Linked DNA regions of Mus musculus: all the other regions are linked to region 3. Evidence: chromatin contacts called from public Hi-C, HiChIP or PLAC-seq and capture Hi-C data. All regions are on one chromosome and are shown on one strand. The core of a region is the stretch at or near the end of the contact, and the rest is flanking DNA. Distances in the headings are between cores, read along the strand shown. Region 1 has its middle 29 kb from the start of Fndc3a. Region 2 overlaps Gm35218 (a long non-coding RNA gene). Region 3 overlaps Fndc3a (fibronectin type III domain containing 3A). Region 4 overlaps Gm4606 (NADH dehydrogenase [ubiquinone] 1 alpha subcomplex assembly factor 4).

The links. Hi-C and Micro-C count contacts between places; a contact is called where the count stands out from the background. HiChIP or PLAC-seq counts read pairs in DNA pulled down with a chosen protein or histone mark. Capture Hi-C pulls out chosen DNA fragments and counts their contacts.
Region 1: a Hi-C map of the N1E-115 cell line shows a contact between it and region 3, with 2.4 times the contacts expected there. The contact joins two enhancer-like sites. A contact is called at or near these places in 2 of 484 Hi-C or Micro-C datasets (the N1E-115 cell line and peritoneal macrophages), 2 of 115 datasets of contacts at active chromatin or transcription factors (the 230-238 cell line and CD8 T cells) and 1 of 9 other capture datasets (adipose tissue).
Region 2: an H3K4me3 HiChIP or PLAC-seq map of the 230-238 cell line shows a contact between it and region 3, with 25 read pairs. The contact joins two enhancer-like sites. A contact is called at or near these places in 2 of 484 Hi-C or Micro-C datasets (granulocyte-monocyte progenitors and nephron progenitors), 3 of 115 datasets of contacts at active chromatin or transcription factors (the 230-238 cell line and fibro-adipogenic progenitors) and 1 of 9 other capture datasets (pancreatic islet).
Region 4: a capture Hi-C map of embryonic stem cells shows a contact between it and region 3, with 2.1 times the contacts expected there. The contact joins two enhancer-like sites. A contact is called at or near these places in 1 of 39 promoter capture datasets (3T3-L1-derived adipocytes), 2 of 115 datasets of contacts at active chromatin or transcription factors (CD8 T cells and bone marrow-derived macrophages) and 4 of 9 other capture datasets (adipose tissue, embryonic stem cells, liver and 1 more).

What each region holds. Positions count from the first base shown.
Region 1 is chr14:72,737,485-72,740,184 of GRCm38.p6, reverse strand. No RefSeq gene overlaps it. Among named protein-coding and RNA genes, the nearest start is that of Fndc3a, 29 kb to the right of the region's middle. Within about 2 kb of position 1,399, at least 32 of the 459 cell types and tissues checked have an H3K27ac peak or open chromatin away from gene starts, as enhancers often do. A contact at or near this core is called in the N1E-115 cell line and adipose tissue, where this site is marked.
Region 2 is chr14:72,787,850-72,790,549 of GRCm38.p6, reverse strand. Gm35218 (a long non-coding RNA gene) reads left to right here. Exons shown (of 7, transcript XR_383581.2): 5 at 840-1,012. Among named protein-coding and RNA genes, the nearest start is that of Gm35218, 18 kb to the left of the region's middle. Within about 2 kb of position 1,304, at least 8 of the 459 cell types and tissues checked have an H3K27ac peak or open chromatin away from gene starts, as enhancers often do. A contact at or near this core is called in the 230-238 cell line, where this site is marked.
Region 3 is chr14:72,601,730-72,604,455 of GRCm38.p6, reverse strand. All of the region lies in intron 3 of Fndc3a (fibronectin type III domain containing 3A), which reads left to right. Among named protein-coding and RNA genes, the nearest start is that of Fndc3a, 110 kb to the left of the region's middle. Within about 2 kb of position 1,340, at least 368 of the 459 cell types and tissues checked have an H3K27ac peak or open chromatin away from gene starts, as enhancers often do. A contact at or near this core is called in the 230-238 cell line, the N1E-115 cell line, adipose tissue and 2 more, where this site is marked.
Region 4 is chr14:72,843,678-72,846,377 of GRCm38.p6, reverse strand. All of the region lies in intron 1 of Gm4606 (NADH dehydrogenase [ubiquinone] 1 alpha subcomplex assembly factor 4), which reads left to right. Among named protein-coding and RNA genes, the nearest start is that of Gm41206, 6.8 kb to the left of the region's middle. Within about 2 kb of position 1,352, at least 27 of the 459 cell types and tissues checked have an H3K27ac peak or open chromatin away from gene starts, as enhancers often do. A contact at or near this core is called in bone marrow-derived macrophages and embryonic stem cells, where this site is marked.

The DNA of each region.
Region 1 (2,700 bases), core at 150-2,649, 140 kb before region 3:
GTTATGGAAAGAGAGACCATTCATCGAGGCCAAGGCTGTGAGGAAGAGCAGCGCAGCCCCTGTTGCCCCATTAAAGGACAGGAAAATATGCTGGGCAGGGCATGACCACAGGAATTCTGGGCTCTGGTCCCACTTAAAGTAACAAGGAAGACACTCTGGGCAAATCCAATGCAGCATACGTAGGGTGAAAAGACTAGAACATCTTCTGCCAGCAAGGATACTGACTGCAGAATAGGAATTGCACATTTCACTAAAGCTTGCTCTCCCCCATTAAAAATAATGGGTGGAGATGTTTTGACATACTTGCCTGTCTTATCAACCCCAAATAAAACATTAGCTGCAGTCATAACAATTTTTTACCTCAGATCTATTTTGGAATGCTTGCTGATGGTGCAAGTGTTCCCTTGTGGAAATGTGCCTGCTCTTCAAACAATGCCAAATGGAACCATTTTCTGGGCATATAGGACATTTTATTTTTGAAAATCCTTGCTGATGTACGCAGGGCCTGTGCAGTGTCAAGACACATATTTAATCAAGCATCCCTGGGAGAACAGCTTAGTACCATTAGCCTCATTACACAGATAAGAACACTGAAATCTAAATAGGTTGACTAGAGGTTGCCCGAACGCTTCTTAACAACAGAGTACTCTAAAAAATCCGTTGTGTATAAAGAAAACAAGTGAGCTCGTAAATGAGAAAGACTAGTGAAAACAGCCTAGAGGCAAAGAAAATTTACATTTTTGTTTTGAAAGCTTTCACAGTTGGTGTCAAAGAACACATTGTTCTCCTGAGCAATGTACAGTTTTTTTCTCGCTCAGGATTTTGGGGAATTAGACAACTTTATCTGCAGAACCCATGCAAACTAGAGGCCCGTCGGTGGCTTTCCTCCATGGAGTTCAATGTAATAAGAACACTCTGGTTATGTTGTTTCTGTCACCATTGTGAAAGTAAGATGTATCCTATGCAAATCCAATAAACCGCTGACTCTGACTTTCACCCAGCCGTGTATTGAGTGGTAACTCTGGATCGGTCAATAAGCTAAGCCTGGAGACTCAGGCATAAATAGGATAGCCCCCACCTTTCAGTGGCTTTCAGTCTAGGTGAGAGAAGCAAAATGTAACTCCAAACAGTTAAAAGATGATCTGCTAGTAAGTATGGCTACGTGAATAAATGGCTTCCTGAACAACTGTGTCCCCAGTGCTGTGAGTAGTAGACAGGAAGATTGCTGGGACTTGCTGGCTGCCAGCCTAGACTTTAATTTAATAAGGGATCCTGTCTCAAGGAAATATGACAGAGAGTTATAGAGCAGGACACACAAAACCCTACTTTGGCCTATATACACAGGCATGCATGCATACACACAGACACAGACACGCACACATATACACGTTCACATACATATAAACATACACCACACACACACACACACACACACACACACGCATACACCCACATAATCCCACAATATCATGTTAGTTAAACTACAAATGTATACAAACTACCCCAGAAATAAAAAGAAGTGTGGGATGTTCTCTGCCCATGAAAACAGTATCACTAGAGGACACAATACTGAAACAGTGTCTTAAAACAGAGTAAGGTGAAATGCACCCTGCCCAAACAGGATGGTAAATGAGAGGCTGAGAAGTACAGAAGTGTCATCTGGCCGGTATGTGCTGAAATGGGGGGTTGGGGTGGGGGATAAAGCTGGAAAGGCAGAATGAGATAGGCTGGTGACAGGTGGTGATCCATCATCACTGATGACTCACTGAAGGATCTAAACCAGGAAATGCCATGGTCATCTCTGCTTTCACAAACTGGGCTGAAAGGGGAAGTGTTGGAGGTCCGTGGGCCAGTCAGGAGATCTTGCATTCATGGTCAAGGACAGACATGATAATGACCTGAACCACCATGATGGCAGCAAGGGTACAAAGAGCCAACGGTATCATGAAGTGCGCAAAGTCAAACTCAAAAAGGCAAGCATCACATGTTTTCTCTTATATAGGGACTTTAGGAGGAAAAAAAAACCTATGAAAACAAAAGGGAAAAGTCTGAGGGTTAAGAGAGTATAGTGGGCAGCAAAGAATATCATATACATGCATGAAAACTTAATGAATCTATTATTTTCTACAACTAAAAAAAACTTTAAAATAACACCCAATGTAATGAGAATTCTGGAATATTTGTATATTTTAAAAACATAGAAATATTTTAAGAATATGCTTTTGTTTCAATCTCAGGTGCGGGGCTGGGGGGTGGGGGCTTCACGGCAGCTGACTATGATTTGCCTCTTGTTCTAGCAGAGGCATGTTTTTGCCAGCTGCAGATAGTTTCTGTGATTGTATGACGTTTGAAATTCTGGGAAATTTTCAGAGATTATATAAAATGCTAGGGCCCCAAGAGGTGGGGATGGTGGTTAGTGGTGGCTCAGGGGGGTTGGTTGTGGATTGTTAGTAGTCATCTTCAAGGAAGAAACAAAAGGAACAAAATTAGATTCAGGAATCAATCTCTCTCTCTCTCTCTCTCTCTCTCTCTCTCTCTCTCTCTCTCTCTCTCTCTCTCTCTCTCCTTTATCTAGTAAAGTATCTAACTAGAAGCTACATACCTTTCTCTTTTATCTAGTGATAGGGATGTGAAACTGGGTGGATAAAGGGTGAAAAGAAGAAAAACCCAGAAAGTAGTAAAGCCCAGCTACAACCCAAG
Region 2 (2,700 bases), core at 55-2,554, 190 kb before region 3:
ATACAACTACAAATGCATTATAAATTTTAGAATGAATGCCCAGGTCACTTGAAGGACAATCTTTTGGTATCTCAAACTTAAATGTGATAATCACTGATATTCTCCTAACTGATGCTATATTACATGATTAAGAAATTGAGGAAAGAAAACATAAATATTTATGCAATGGATTCTCAACAAAACATAATAGAAACACTCGTGTCAATTTTAATCTTCATTTCTGCTTCCGTGCATATGGCTCTAGATGTTATTTATAACTACTGCTATCTATTGACCATTTTGTATTTCCTCTCCTCTCAGCAAGTACTTCAGCACATTTTGGCTCTTTTCCTGGAGGAATGACCAATACTTTTATTCCTGGGGGGTCTAGGTCTTTTGTCATCCTGCCTGGATTAGGCGTTATAATTTCCCATTGACTTTAATCACAGGACATAGCAGCACCAAGAGATGCCCTAAAAGTTTTCCCGTGCTCATACACAGTTGTTCTTACCTCTACTGTGGAAAAGCAATCCAATTTCCCCTTGGTAATGTGGATCAGTCACCCATCAATCACTGTTATCCCCTTCCTTAGCCTGTTGGTCTAATGGTGTCACAAGCCCAAAGTGGCCAGAGGGAAGTCTGAGCTTGCAGTTCAGTAGAATGTTTGTTGTCTTTCCTGGATCAGCTTCCAGTTCAGTGGAATGTTTGTTGTCTGTCTTTCCTGGCAGAAGCACCCTCCTCTCTGGCAACCAAAACTTCTAGGGCAGCAGAACTTAAGGTTGTGGAAACTGGTAGTAAACAATTTACCTAGTGGGTCACTAAGAGTGATAGTGAGTGAAACTATTCCCTTTTCCTCCAAGTGGATCCTGGCTATGGATGAAACTATCGTATATTGGACATTGATTCAAAGCATATACTGCCTTCTGGGGAACCCTGTCCCAGCCCTACAGTCGAATTGGAGATGAAACTGCGTCTTCAAAAGATCATTCCATTTTTCTATCAAGCCAGCTGACTCAGGATGGTGGGAAACATGGTAAGACCAGTGAATTCAGTGATACTGGAGTCATTGTTGCATTTCTCTGACTGTGGAGTGAGTTCCTTGGTCAGAAGCAATACTGTGTGGAATACTATGAGAGTGGATCAGGCATTCTGTAAGTCCAAGGATTGTGGTTTTGGCAGAAGCATTATGTTCAGGAAAGGCAAATCCGTAACCAGAATAAATACTGCAGTAAGAAAAAAGCATTGTCTTTCCCACAGAGGAAGTGGTTCAATGTAGTCAACCTGTCACGAGCTCACTGGTTGGTCACCCCAGGGAATAGTGCCATATTTCAGGCTCAGCGTTGGTCTCTGCTGTTGGCAGATTTGGCACTCAGCAACCGCTGTAGCCAGATCAACTTTGATGAGTGCAAGTCCACGTAGTCAAGCCCATGCCTAACTTCAATCTCTGCCTCCATGGTCACCTTGTTCATTGGCCCACTGGACACTGACTGGGATGGTTGGGAAAAGAGGCTGACCGTCCACAGAATAGATCATCCTATCTACTTGCTTATTGAGCTCCTTCTCTGTTGAAGTCACCTTTTGATGAGCGTTTTACATGGGACACAAGTACCTTTACACATTTGGAGAAATCCATCGACATACTTCTTCCCTAGGTCACTTTCTCACCCACTTTCCTGCCGTGCTCTTTCCCAGTCCCCAACCATCCAACCAATCCACTGGCTATAGCCTGTGAATCAGTGAACAATGGCACATCTGGCCATTTCTCCTTCTGAACAAAATGCATGGCCATGTGTACTTCCCAAAATTCTGCCTGCTGGGTAGACTTTCTTTCACCAGTGTTTTCAGCCTTGTCTCAGAAAAGGGTTGTTATGCTGCAGCTGTCCATGTCTCAGTGGTGCCTGCATAGCATGCAGATCCATCAGTAAAGCAGGCCCTAGCCTTCTCTTCCTTAGTCAACTATGAGGTAGCAGGCGTGTGCATGGCAGCAGATGGCGTCATAATGGTAGTAGAACAGCATCCCTACTTGTCACTGACATCTCAGATACCGTTGGGTCTCCTGAATATGGCCCAAGAGGTAGAGCAGCCTGTGAAGCAACCTACATCTGCTGAAGAGTCTTCTCCTATTGCAGGCCCTACACAAAGCTAGCAGCTTTCTGAGTCACATGGTGTATGGGCTGAAGTAATACACCCAAGTGAGGAATGTTCTGTTTCAAGAATCCAAATAGGCTCACTAAACATTGTGCCTTTTCCTTGGTGGTGGGAAGGACCAGGTGCAATAACTTATCTCTCACCTTAGTGGTTCTCAACCTTCCTGATGCTGGGGCCCTTTCTTAAATACAGTTCCTCATGTTGTGGTGACCCCTAATCACAAAATTATCTTCATTGCTATTTCATAACTGTAATTTTACTAATGTTAAGAATCTCAATGTAGTCTGATATGCAGGATATCTGATATGTGACCCCTGTAAAAAGGTGGTTCAACTGCCAATAGAGTCATGACCCACGGATTGAGAACCATTGCCTCAGAAGGAATATCTCTGTATGCCATATACCACTGGACTCCTAAGAAAGTTAATGAGGTAGAAGGCCCTTGAACTTTGGTTAGATTTATTTCCCATCCTCTGGGGCACATATGTGTTACCAACAAGTACAAAGCAGTTGCCACCTCCTGCTCACTTGGTCCAATCGGCATAATGCCATTAACATAGTGTACCAATGTGA
Region 3 (2,726 bases), core at 91-2,590:
TGTCAAAATAGCATAGGAGGGCAGAGTGGCGCAGTGAGAGAGAACAGGGAAGTAAGCGCCCATCCCACAGCCTCAGGGGAAATGCATTCATAATGGAATAAAAGGTCAGCTATTACCCTTTTCCACTTTAAACCAGTGTCTCTTCTCCTCTGGCCTCTGACTTGCTTTTATTGAGTCAAGTTGCCAGGGGTGTGTCCTGCCAGGTTTTTTTTTTTTTTTTTTTTTTTTTTTTCTTCTTCAGGAAAGACACTGGGCCTTTAAATAGGGCCTGGCCTTTAACATGTGATTATATGAAGCAACCCTGCCTTTGCCTATGTACCCTCAAGTTACTTATCTGCTCCTGCCTCAGCTTCTCTAGTAATGATACCTCAGTTTGCGTTAACAAGTAGGACACTCCACATGGTTCGTCTCACTGTGTAATCTTTAGTTTTGAGAGTCAGCGATCATACTTTTACTTACAATAACTATCAGTTACTGAGAGGTCCTAAACAGTGTATTTCATGTACTAGTTTGTCTAACTTGATTCTGCAACAGTGCTTTGAGGTTGATCATTTTAACCTTTCCACAGGAGACAGAGCCCAATAGTAGTACATTTGCCATGCTAGTAAGTATCGGAGCTCATTTTAACTTTTAGTATCACCTAGTACCCAAATCCATCTTCCCCACTGTGGTGCGTGTCACAGATCCCAGCCATTGCTTGTGTATGTAAGCAGTTGATAAAGTTCCTCTGAACTTATATGCCCTCTTAAGTAATTTACGGGGCGTATTTTTTTTCCAAAAGAATAAGTTTTCACCTCAATTAACTGAGTATTTTTCACATTCCTGCTTTAAGAATACTATCCACCAAGGATCTTTCCTTAATGTCAAGAGTAAGTTCTATTTTTAAAATAATCACTAAAAACAAAGTACACTGACTATAAAAGCAGAAGCCTTCATTAGCTTTTAAGGAAAAACAAAACAAGCCTGAAATATATTCCACCTGTAAGGAACTTGTCATTTAATTCTATTGTGTGGGCAATTCTCTGTGTGTTATAGGCATAGCTTGAGTATCGAGCATGAAATGATCACAAACTATACACTCATATTTTGGATCAAGGCTTTGAATTCATTTTACCCCAATCTTTCTATGTGAAAAAGCAGCAGGCTGCGTTAGTCAAACCGCGAACACAAAGAGGATGGTTTTCCATCGCGTGCCTATCCACCAGGTTCTTTTGATTAGGGTTTACTTTGGCTCTTAAGGCAGAACGCGTTGCAGTCAGGAAAGCAGCTGAAGAAGCCTTTAAGTGTTTTGTTTCAGTAGCGCCCCAGCGTACCCTCTGCGCTGTTTCCTCTCCCGGTCTTTCCCGGTTCACTGCGGGTCATGTGATACCGGTCACGTGACTCGGTCAAAGGATCTTTTCCTCTTACCAGCTTTGAGGAAAAAAAAAAAAAAGCGAAACTGTTCTCCAATTAAAGCTGCTAACGTGTACTACGCCGTTTCCTTGTTGGGTTTTCTTGTTCGCTGGCTGCTGCTCCTGTAGAAACAAAATGAGTGGTAAGATTTGCTGATTTTGAACATTCGCTTTTATTTGAAAACATAGGAAGCTTTTGTATTAACCTAAAGCCGTGTTGTGTGTTTTTAGTGCCAAATCTGTTCGCTTTAGAAATACTACATATTGTTATGTGGTTATGAAAATTGTAGACTCTATGAGCTAGAGTGATTTTAAATCTCATAGCATGCCCCATTCTGGCTGGCCTCTTGATTTTTTTCGTCTTTTCTCTTTTAAGACTGATCAGAAAATTGGCATCAGGTAATTTGGAAGCCATTGTGTGCGGCAGGAGTCAGCAGTCAGCAGTCCGTTGTTTATTTAATTTTAAATGCTTAGACAAATCTGTAGTTTTGGGTTTTTTCTAAAAGAAATAAAGAAAAAATTGAATATGAATGGTAGATTAAGAAAGACGATAGGTTTAGTTTATGTTAGGTAAAATGAACTAGGTATAAATCATTGATGGTACCTTTAAGAATTGGGATGGGAAGTTTTTCATATTTAAGGCAAATGACAAACAGAATTGTACCCACTTTTGCAGATTTTAAAAATAAGTAGGCCCTTAACAGTAATGTAATCACTCTGCTTTGGGGTAGCTTTTGCCTAAAGCTTGTCAATTCTGAAGGAGCTGTTAGGTGTAGCTACAGTTGTTCAGGTACAGCTTTCTTGTGCCAGGTGGACATGTTATGTACTCCTATAACAGGTTTGCTTCTTCCCTGGACACAGTCTGCTTTGCTGCATACAAATTTAAGACAGTTTGCAGTTAATTTTCTAGAACTTTCTGAGTTAGAAAGTACTGTTGGACCTGAGAGGTAGTCAGGCATTGTGTCAGTGAGTGTCCAGGGTTTAGAGTTTGATGCAGGACAAGCAACATGGTGCTGCCAGCATTGTGGATCTGAATATCAGTACTTGTGTTTACTGTCTATGTATTGGGGGTGTGGCAGGTTTGTGTTCAGTGTTGAATATATCCCACCATTATTTTAGATAAATGTACATAGCACTGATAAATTATCTTTTTAAAATCTAACTGTGTGGCATTTCTGCCTCCGAACTAGAAAATTTACTTAAGTAGTCAAAGTGATCACGTCATAAAGGAGTCCTTTGTGAAACTAAATGATGACTTGTTCCAGCAGCTATCAAAGTAAACTGTGAGCTGAGTCCAGTGGCACATGTCTGTAATCCTAGCATTGTGGAGGCTGA
Region 4 (2,700 bases), core at 103-2,602, 240 kb before region 3:
GCTAGGCAATCCGGTGCATCATTAAAAGAGGGACACATACAAGCCCAATTCTGGCAGAGTCCCAGGTTGCTAAGGTGGTTCCTGGGCTAGCCTCCCTGCTTTGAGCCAATTCCCTGTGGCTTTCTTTGATGAATACCCTCAGGCAGGACTCAACCTCTGCTCTGCACAAAGAGGCTCTGGGCTTGCCAAAGTGGCTTGAATGGTGTTTACTTGCAAATACAGTCATTTTACATGACAGTCATATCGTGACATCGTAGGGTTGCACACCCGCTGTCTGTTTTCAACCAACAAAAACAGCCTCATCTAACACATTCATATGCATGTTTATGAAATCTTTTGCTCTGAGACTCAAGTCCCAAGAGATTTTTTTTGAATAAATACTAGAGAGCTGGGTGCTGTGGAATAAATTCATTAAACTTAATAACCCTTAATTGGTAGACATGTAGGAGAAAGCTCTGTGTGCCTGATACAAGCATGTTCCTGAGAGAGAGAGAGAGAGAGAGAGAGAGAGAGAGAGAGAGAGAGAGAGCAGGATATTGCTATTAGGGAAATACATCTAATCAATACAGCTTGCCTGGATACAACTCAGGCTGGTGGGTAAAGGCAAGCACTGGTCTCTGCTGGGTCTGCTTTGAAAGCAGTGGCCTCATTCTGACCCTGATGTTAATCTTTTTCTCATTTAACCAAGAGTTATGCTGCTTGTCACTTGCCACATATAGCCACTAATGTAGAAAACTGAAGAATTTGCTTTGTTATGAGGAAAACCCTTATCACTAAGCAAGTTTCTAGGATTTATATCAGAAAATAAAATCTCCTCTGAACACATAATAGAAGCTAGTCATTTGGCATGCCAATATCCCTATATTAAATTATATTAGAGTCTTTATTTTTCAAGGAGTATTAGGTCAAGCTGTCTTATCAAAATCTAATTGAGTGAAAAGTTCTTTCTATCTGCCAGGAACCGAGAGTATGTTTCCCATTGGCATAAAACCGGTGCCTCTGAGGTGAACCTTCAGAGCTCACGTAATAGTGGCCTCCATTTTGGATGGCACACACTCAGACTGCATAAATCTCAGGCTAGAAAACACCCCGGTGAACTATCACGGTTTTGCTAGCCTTCACTAACTGGATAATAGAGCTATAATTTAGTCTGAAGTGTGTATGGGGAGGATCCATGCTGGGAATGTGAGCCTCAGAGGGTGCAGCCATCATGCCACTAATAGGAAGCCACACTCCTGTCAGCAAAATCCTCTCAAGTGGAGAGCTTCCTTCAGGATACACTGTGCTGAGAGTTAAAAAGAAAAAAAAAGTTTGTAAGAAAAGGAAGCAAATGTCAAACAGATAGCAGATTTATTTTCAGAGTTATGTAATACACACACACACACACACACACACACACACACACACACACACAAAGGCCTGCCACAGTGCAGAGTTGTCATGGTTACCTGATCTCTTATCAAACAGGAGAATCAAGCAGGGGAGGGAAACCTGGAAAATAGAGTAACCAGAGAGGCCTGAATCTTCAGAGAGCTCTTCTCCAACTGGGCTTGTTTGTGAGTGCTTAAAATAGGAGACACTTTCTGCTGCTTTAGCCAACGTTTTTAAGGAACTTATTTCGCTGTGTCGAATGGGGCTCTGTCCTGCTGTGTTTTTAGAAAGATGAAAACATGATGTCTAAAATGTCATTGTTCGCAGGGATCTCCACATGAACAATAACAAATGTACCTGTACATTTTGTTTTCTTCATGCACTAAAAGAAAACATCTTTAGAAATGCATAAAGTTTGCTTTGTTTTTTTTTAAAAAAAAAAAAAAACCTTAAATTTCACTACTTCAAATACTTCAAAGTATTTTTTGTGGGGGTTTCAGTTTTAAATTCTTTAAAAATTTCTAAAATCATTATTTTTTACCTTTCACTGTATGGGTGTTTTGCATGCACGTGTGTCTGTGTACCATGGCACCTATGGAGACCAGAAGAGAGAATTAGATCTCCCCTCCTCCCCAGAATTGGACTTATAAATGGTTGTAAACTCCATGTGAGTACTGGGAATAAAACCCAAGTCCTCTGGGAGAGCAACAAGTACTTTTAACCACCGAACATATCTCCAAACACAATCCACACACACAACAGCAGTTTACCAAGAAACAGGCAATCAGAATGCATATACGGTGGCAGTGTGCAAAGGCTAAGCCTAGAGGAGATGGAAATGTGGCTGCTTATCTCAGGTATTTGAAAGGGGTGCGGTGGGGAGGTGATGGGGAGAGCATGGCCAGGAGCAAAGGATCAGCAGTTTAACAACTTCTCAATCACTCCAGTTCTCAAACCTCACAGTGGAGAGGCTTGAAACCCAAGTGGGAAGATCTTCAATATGGGAAAATAAGCCTTAGTCTTAGTAATTCTGACGTCTCAAGAATTAACACTCTGAAAACTTGTGTGATGGCTAATACTAATTGTCACCTTGATAAGGTCTAGAATCACCTAGGAGGCAGACCTATGGGCATGCCTGTGGTGGACTGGGTTAAAGAAAGATGAGAAAACTGGTCCACTGTGGGTGGCAGCATACCCTGGACTGAGATTCTAGACTGTATTCAAAGGAAGAAGGGAGCTGCGCACAGGCATTTATCTCTCTGCCTATAGATGTGATGTTGCCAACAACTTCTGGTTCCTACTGCTTTAACTTTCCCACCGTGATGCAAC